Linked DNA regions of Ovis aries: region 1 is linked to region 2. The links are chromatin contacts, called in public Hi-C maps. All regions are on one chromosome and are shown on one strand. Each heading gives the region's core, a stretch centred on a gene start, on an enhancer-like site or on the middle of the called end of the contact. The rest is flanking DNA. Distances are from core to core; before and after follow the strand shown. Region 1 holds the start of ZRANB3 (zinc finger RANBP2-type containing 3). Region 2 holds the start of UBXN4 (UBX domain protein 4).

What was found. A called contact is a pair of places that touch in the nucleus more often than the background predicts.
Region 1: a contact with region 2 is called in a Hi-C map of mixed tissues, with 2.8 times the contacts expected there. The contact joins the promoter of ZRANB3 here to the promoter of UBXN4 in region 2. A contact is called at or near these places in 2 of 16 Hi-C or Micro-C datasets (blood and mixed tissues).

The regions. Positions count from the first base shown.
Region 1 is chr2:175,266,181-175,270,663 of ARS-UI_Ramb_v3.0, forward strand. ZRANB3 (zinc finger RANBP2-type containing 3) reads left to right here and starts at 2,892. Exons shown (of 21, transcript XM_060410091.1): 1 at 2,892-2,945. R3HDM1 (R3H domain containing 1) reads right to left here and starts at 1,992. Exons shown (of 23, transcript XM_060410088.1): 1 at 1,831-1,992.
Region 2 is chr2:175,084,493-175,088,619 of ARS-UI_Ramb_v3.0, forward strand. It overlaps UBXN4 (UBX domain protein 4), which reads right to left and starts at 2,298. Exons shown (of 12, transcript XM_060410068.1): 1 at 2,084-2,298. The coding sequence starts at 2,165.

The sequences.
Region 1 (4,483 bases), core at 1,642-4,141, 180 kb after region 2:
TCATAGAGGGGTCCTGTAGCTAGTGACAGAATGCAGAAGAAGCCGTCTATATTTTCAACAGCCCTTTCTGTACATAAGGCACATGAGATCTGAAAGCATTATATATTTATCAATTAACCAACAAGTTTTAGAAAATGCTGGGCCGAGTAACGTGTGCTCTGGGTACTTTTTGTGGGGAGCTGAGAGAACTTACCTTTCAGGGTTACATGTTCATTTCTTAATTCTAACACACAACCAAATTTCTTCCAGATACTGAATTTATGAATCCAAGTCAATTCTATACCTAGGTATATTAGTTATGGATTATGGAAGATCATTAGGCCAGTAGAGCCTTCTTAGATCCTAAAGAAAATGGTCCAACACAGTCAAAACTCAAGTATCTCTTCAGAACCCTAGTTTATGCTGGTTACAAGTAAGTCTCAGAAGTGGGCCTAGGGTTTTACCTGTGATTACAAACATGTCCACAGACTCCAGTATTTAAGGACATATTCACCCAGACAAAAAAGCAAGGACTGAAAAGATGAGCACTCAATCAACACGTGAGGAAAAAGAAATCCCTCTCAAGTATGGCCAAATGTACCAAATTTTGTCAAGCCCTGTGTCCAATTAACCTAGTCATACTGGTATCCTACTATGTAAAATATGGCACAGAGTTCACTGTTTCAAACATTACAAGTAGGTGGGCTGCCAGTTCGACTTGAACCATCTTTTTGTTATTCAAAAGTTCTTGTAATCAATGACATTTAGGCTAAAAGCAGTTTCTTCAGATTACAGTTATGCAAACCATAATCTCAAGAGTGATATATATACATACATATAAATGCATATATATTCATATACATACAAATATATATATACACACACACATTTTTTTTTCTACTCTGGAAAATCATATTATAAAAACCATCCGCTACTCATTAAGCCTTCCTATTTAAGCAAGCACCTCTTCGCCTTTTACTTAGTTGACCTGCTATCCCAATTATACACGGGACCTTGAGAGCCTCAACAGTTTGTTTCTGCATTAAAGCAAGCTCAAAGAACAGAGGCACTCTCCTCTGCACCTAGCAACAACAAAAAAGAGAACGACAAAAAACTTCAAACACACAGGGATCTGGGGGGCAGAGCCGAAGGCTCAACCCTGATGGGTGTAAATCTGATCCCCGAGGTCTGTGGCACTGACAGTCATTCAACTTTCTTTCCAATATTCCCACTGTGCTTTTTCTGGTACCACACGCAAAATGTACCACCTAACATCTCATCAACCAGTCGGAATGTCTTATTTCCTTTCTAAAAATTTTCGGGATGCAAGGCCAGGGGGCAGCGGCCGCGGGGTGGGCCGGGGAGCCTGGAGCACGGGCGCTAGCCACCCAGGAGAGCAGAGCCCCGAACGGCACCCGCTCCGGGCAGGCCTGCTGTGGTTGGTTCCCCAGTCCCTGGGGGTGCAAGAACAGCAGCAGCAGCCATAGCAGGGACTCGGGAACCTTTCCCCAGTCTCCTCCGCTAGGCCTCGAGGGCTTTGCTTTTCACATGGCCCCCGGGTGGGGGCGGTGGGCGCAAGGTACTAGATGCAGCTGCAGGCGCAGCGGCGGGCCAGGCGAGCCGGGGCTCCCTTAGAACCCGACCTCCCAGCGGGGCTGGCAGCAGCAGCACCTTGGCGGGGCCCTGGCTGGAGCGTCGACCGCTCGGCGGGGAAGGCCACCTTCTCACACATCACATCTCTCCCCTGACTGCCTCCTTCTCCGTTAGCGCTACCGGCTGGCGGGCGGGGGAGGGGAGGGAGGCGCGTTATTCCCGGGGAGCTGAAGAGGGGGAGGGGAGGGCATCTCTTACCCGCGTTACTGAGGAGGAGGAGGAGGCGGTTGGAGCGCGGCGCGGCGGGGCGACGGCGGGGCTGGGTGGGTGCAAGTAGGAGTCTTACGAAAGGGAATTAACCCCATCACCAGCCCGGACACCGGCTCCAGCGGCAGCCGCGGCTGGCAGAATCCCGCCCCTTCCCACCACGCACTAGCCCCGCCTCCTCGTTCTCTTTGAGAGCAGTCGACAAATCATAGGATGTACATCCTTGGAGTGGCAGGAGGATTATCCAATCACACCTCAAAAAACGGCCTTCTCTCCACCCCTTCATCTCCTCCCGGGCCGCGGGAGAGCCGTGCCAAATCTTTCTCCACCCTCAAAGGAAAAAGAGCCAATCGGCTGTAAGTATCCGCCCTTGAAGGACGCAAAGGACAACCAATAATAAACCTAGGAGGACAGCCATTTTGCCCACTTGAGAAAGAGCCACCTTTTCCCACGAGTTGGAACCTGAGGTTGGGGGAGTTCTGGGAATTTTTACTGACCTGGATGTATTGGAAAGACAACTATATTTCCTCAGGAGTATTTATACTGTTTTATAGGAGGAAAGGAAAATTTTCGTCCTCCATGTGGTTGGAGGTGGGGAATACTGCTGAAGGATTTGGCTCCTCCTCTCAGCGGTAACGGGCTCTAAGACCAACACCTGGTTTCTCCAGTCTCAATGGGGAAAGGCGGGGTGATTACCCTTTTCGGCTTGCAGCCGACTACAGCTCCCAAAATGCTTTGTCCCCGCCCATATCCTTTCCTCAGTTTGCTTCCCGCGGGGCCTGACGGGAATTGTAGTTCATGGGGGATACCCACGCCGCCTCATCGGCCAATGAAAAAGAATATATTTCTGAATGATGTGGAGTTTGGGGCTGGGAAATAACCTCAGGGCTGAGGTGAAGCCTTTTCGCCACCCTAATAGAAGGAGCGAGAAGAGTTAGAAAAGGGAGTCGGGGAAGAGTATTTTCTCGGAACGTGGTAGGGGTTTTAGATTCCTGCTATTTGCACTCTATTACTTTCAGTTTGTCCTTTTGAAGTCACTTCCGCTTTGGGACGGACACAGGCCAAACCCGTGGCGGGAGTTGGAGATTCTGCAGCGGATACACCAGGTGTGGTCGTCCGGGAGTGGCGTGGCGGGCTAGTTGGTAGTTTCTTGCGTGAGTGATAGGAAGTCGAACAGAATTTAATTGCATTTTAAGAAAGAGTGGGTAAAATGGGATGGGGGTAGTTTCAAAGTCCAAGATGCCGTTCTCCAGCCTCCTTGTCAATCCCGGAGTCTCACTTGTCTTTTGACTTGCCAAGTATTAGATTGCACGCATAAATTTGGGGAGTGTGCCTCTAAAACCTTCACGTCTTCAGTTTGACTAAAAGGAACCAACTCAGAAGTTCTGAGCGAAGTCTTCCCATTTTTGCAAACCAACTTCTAAAGGCTGGTTCCAAGAAAAACTGCAGAAGGGCTCATGATTGATACTTGAGAATAGTCGCATTACTTTTTTTTTTTAGTAAAGCAAACATTAAACAAGTGTCGACAGAATGCCAACTATAGTACCCTGATGAATACAGATTATTAGAAAGGGGTTGGAGCCAAAAGCCTAACAAGTTGAACACACTAGGCCCTGTTTGTGCCCCTGTTCGGGTGCTAGGTTGTGTGTGTTTACCGTTGAACGTTCCCTTTGAGGTTCCTTGGGTAACTCATCGATCAAAGGAAATGCAGAAGGTGGTATCAGGCAAGGTCGTCCCCCCCACTTGCTGTGACGTCTTATCACAGCAAGTCCAAAAACAGGACTCCCTCCGCAAGTCTGATGGCTTTCATCATCATTTTGACAGACTTTCTCCAATAAGTTCTTACTCAGTTTTCTCTCTTCTTTCACTGAGACTTTGTCTTAGAAATTATATTGTAAATATTTATTGAGAATTTAATACTGTGTTAGGCACTATGCTGCCTTCCTGGTGGCGCAGACTGTAAAGAATCTGCCTGCAGTGCGGGAGACCTGGGTTTCATGCCTGGGCTCGGAAGATCCGCTGGAGAAGGAAGGGACAGGCTACCCACTCTTGTATTCTTGTGGAGAATCCAATGGACAGAGGAGCCTGGCGGGCTACACTGCATGGGGTTGCAAAGAGTCGGACAAGACTGAGCTATTAAACCCAGGCCAACCAGGCACTATGCCAAATTTAGGAAGAGCAGTGCCAAAAAGACAGGCTCCTTATCCAAAAGTAGTGAGGAAGACAGATGCCAAACAAAATTAATGGTAGGGTTACTTGTTCTATCTCTAAGTCAGATCTTCATTAGTCATGTTTTGCTAGTTTTTTTATTCTACCTGTGGACTAAACTAAACATATTTTCTGTTTTTGTTTTGTTTTGTTTTTCTACTTCAAACACTGTTAGGTTTGTGTCCTAGACTCATGAGTGGTGTTAATACATCAACTAGATGGTAAATTTTATAGTGTAATACTGGTAGATACAGGAATGTCATCACACTTTTCAGCAAAACAGTGTTCTGGGTCCTCCAGACAAAGTGTTGCCTCTTTTTAATGCTAATTGGGAATTTCTTATAATTTAGCAGAAAGTTCTTCTAAAGATGCTTATTTTTTTTTTGTCATGAGTGCTTCCAGTGTAAATCAAGTCAATAAATACTAATGGCTTTCA
Region 2 (4,127 bases), core at 1,048-3,547:
GCCTTCAAGGAACCTTTGGACACTGATCAAATGTGCTTTCCGTTTAAAAATATGACTACTGGGGACTTCCCTGGCAGGCCAGTGGTGAAAAGTTCCTCCTGTCCTCTTCCAATGCAGGAGGTGAGGGCCCCATCCCTGGTCACAAAACAGAAAAGTTGTAACAAATTCTATAAAGACTTTAGATTTCCTGATTTCTACACCAATTTCAGTAACTACCTAAGGTCTGTTGTATACCTAACGTCTGTCTGTACAATGGTTGTTTTTTCCTCTGGAAAAACAAAAAAGACACTTTTTTGGAAGCTGATAAAAAAATAAATCTGTCAAGAAAAGATATATATTCTTTTTGTGACACTGGTGTCTGTCACTTAGCCGCTGTGGACCTAAGTTTCCTCATAGATAAAATGGGCATGATAAACCCTATTCCACCAACGTCCAGGATCAATTGAGAGTATATGCGAAAAACACAACTTAAAATGGTGTTACAACTATTACTGCACTCTTAATGAGCATATTCAGTATCATTAATTTTCCTTTCCCTTTTCTTATGATTTTATTTATCTATGGCAGTGCTGAGTTTTCCTTGCTGCTCCGGGCTTAGGCTTCTTTTCTTTTCCTAAAGAGTGGAGGCAGCTCTCTAGTTGCAATGCACAAGCTTCTCATTGGCTGACTTCTCTTGTTGCGCAGCCTGGGCTCTAGGCCGGTGGGGGGTGGGGGGGCGCCTTCAGTAGTTGCGGGGAGTGTGCTCAGTAGTTGTGGCCCATGGGCTTAACTGCTCCGGGGCATGTGGGATCTTCCACTATCAGGGACTGAACTTGTGTCTCCTGCATTGGCAGGCAGGTTCTCTACCACTGAGCCACCTGGGAAGCCCTTTCTTTTCTTTTTAATCCACTTATTTTCTTATAGGTTTACAGCAGTTACTTATTATGTGAAATATAACTCTAAAAAAACAGCATAAAAGAATCTGAACTACTCCACCTCTTCTAATTAACAGCAATGAGTTAAAATTTTACCATAATTTAAAACAATTCAAAATTTCAAATTTAATGTTGTGAAACTCATATTTCAGCAACTTGCTTTTCACTACAGTGCATAAAGTTACGGGTTATTACCGAGCCTTCCAAGCCATAGTTAATAATGAACAAACCGTTATTAAACACAAATAGTTGAAATAATGCACCTCAAATTAACAGTAGTCGCAAATACTAATTCGGTTCAGGTAATGAGGATCAGCAAAACGTCACAGAGGCACAAGTGTACTGCAGATCTAGAAGACTGCACTAATAAAATACGGAGCAAACTAACCCAGAGCAACACAGAATAGATGAGTTAGTACACATTCTAAAACTGTATCTATGATACTAGGAAGACAATAAAAAGAATCAATGTTTGTGTGTCTACTTCTAAATAAACGGTTAAAAGACACTCCACTTGCAAATTATTGCATATGAGATCCTTCACTCCGATGGCATTAAAAAAAAATCCGATTTATATAGACCTCAAAGGTTTACGTTTCAGGAAAACACGAAAGCCAGTAACAGTGAAACATCAGGTGGTTTCTCTTTGTTGATTACCGATGACACAGCTTTCTTCCTGAAAGTCCACAACTAATTACAAGCAAAACTGCCTGTCTTAGGGCCCGTCTCTCGCCTCACCTACAGACTAACTATACGGGAGTTAAAGTCTCTCCAAGTGGGTCTCTCCAAGTGGAGCACTCCGTCTGGGGCGCCAGGAGGCGACGGTGGGGTCTGCCGGTCCAACTCCGCAGGCGGAGCGGAGTCAGGCTCGACCGCGAGCAGGGCGGCTAGGGCCTGCTCGACCCGTCCCCTCGCCCCGCACCGGGGAGACAGCGGGGCTCGGCGCGCTTTGGGGGCGAGGACGGGACCGTGCCTCCCGCAGGGGGGCCGGGAAAAGCGAGCGGTGGGGGTCAGGCCAGGTGTACTCCAAACGGACGGGGCAGGCGCTGAGACGCCAGGGACTGGCAGCCGGGCCTCTCGGGGCCCGGAGGAAAGGCTGGGGGCCCCTGGGGTTGGAGGTAGGCCGGAGGGGGTGTCCGTGCCACATCTCGGGCCCTCGCCTCCTTCACCTGCCACGAACACCACGAAGACCGCGCCGCTCCTCTTGGCCGACGCGATGGCGGCCGGAATGGCGCCCTGGAACCACAGCATCGCTGCCCTCGGGCCGAGGCGCTCGCTCGGTGTGTTGTCGCCGCGGTCCCGGAGTTGGCCCCGCCCTCTCCGTCGCCTAGCTCCGGGGGCCCCGCAGCCCCAGCCGGTCCGCACCCCGCCTCCGGCTCCGCACAGGAGCGCAAGCCCGTCAGCGGCCCATTGAACGCGCAGGCGAGGCGCACCCCGAGACACGTGACGCTACACGTCAGCGTAAGCGCCACGCCCCTGTGCCTTGTCTCGTTGGCAAGTCGGAGTGTGCGCGCGCACGCGAGGCCGCAAGGCGCTGCAGTCTCGGAAATAGGAAGAGGCGTAGGGAAGAATGACTAATCGCTAAATGGCGTCGGTGGCGCCTTCGCGATGCATGACGGGAATTGTAGTCTTGGCTTGGTCCCTTTAATATTCTTCGGTTCAGTTCAGTTCAGGCACTCAGTCGTGTCCGACTCTTTGCGACCCCATGAATCGGAGCACGCCAGGCCTTCCTGTCCATCACCAACTCCCGGAGTTCACTCAGACTCACGTCCATCGAATCAGTGATGCCATCCAGCCATCTCATCCTCTGTCATCCCCTTCTCCTCCTGCCCCCAATACCTCCCAGCATCTTTTCCAATGAGTCAACTCTTCACATGAGGTGGCCAAAGTACTGGAGTTTCAGCTTTAGCATCATTCCTTCCAAAGAAATCCCAGGGTTGATCTTCAGAATGGACTGGTTGGATCTCCTTGCAGTCCAAGGGACTCTCAAGAGTCTTCTCCAACACCACAGTTCAAAAGCATGAATTCTCAGCTTTCTTCACAGGCTAACTCTCACATCCATACGTGACCACTGGAAAAACCATAGCCTTGACTAGATGGACCTTTGTTGGCAAAGTAATGTTTCTGCTTTTCAATATGTTATCTAGGTTGTTCATAATTTTCTTCCAAGGAGTAAGCGTCTTTTAATTTCATGGCTGCAGTCACCATCTGCAGTGATTTTGAAGCCCCCCAAAATAAAGTCTGACAATGTTAATATTTTAGGAAATGTTAATTGTGGTTTGCCGGTACGGCTAAGGGGGCGACCGTGAGATCCGCTTCACAGTCTACGAAGAGAAGGAGAAATGGTGCTACTCATCGGAAGATGCCCTTCTTTTTGAGAACTTAAATAAGAGGAAATCATCCTCGCCCCGGATGGAACTCTATGCGACGATGTAATTCTCTATTATGATTAGTGGCTATTGTGGATGGGTGTCTCTCGGTATGAAACTTAATGGGGTTTGTAGGGATTTACTACAAGGCTTTGGTTTCTACTGAACTTAATTTATCAGCTCGACCTTGAAGAAGAGAAATACAACAGTCACCTTCTGTAATAATATACAGTGCGTGTACCTGAGGGGAGGTTTTGGTTGAACGCAGACCTTGAGTAAGGTCGTTGGTTAGAGATCACTACAAAGGACTGGAAGAAACACAAGCTGGAATCAAGATTGCCGGGAGAAATATCAATAACCTCAGATATGCAGATGACACCACCCTTATGGCAGGAAACGAAGAGGAATAAAAAGCCTCTTGATGAAAGTGAAAGAGGAAAGTGAAAAAGTTGGCTTAAAGCTCAACATTCAGAAAACGAAGATCATGGCATCTAGTCCCATCACTTCATGGGAAATAGATGGGGAAACAGTGGAAACAGTGTCAGACTTTATTTTTTTGGGCTCCCAAATCACTGCAGATGGTGGCTGCAGCCATGAAATTAAAAGACGCTTACTCCTTGGAAGAAAATTATGAACAACCTAGATAACATATTGAAAAGCAGAAACATTACTTTGCCAACAAAGGTCCGTCTAGTCAAGGCTATGGTTTTTCCAGTGGTCATGTATGGATGTGAGAGTTGGACTGTGAAGAAAGCTGAGAACCAAAGAATTGATGCTTTTGAACTGTGGTGTTGGAGAAGACTCTTGAGAGTCCCTTGGACTGCAAGGAGATCCAACCAGTCCA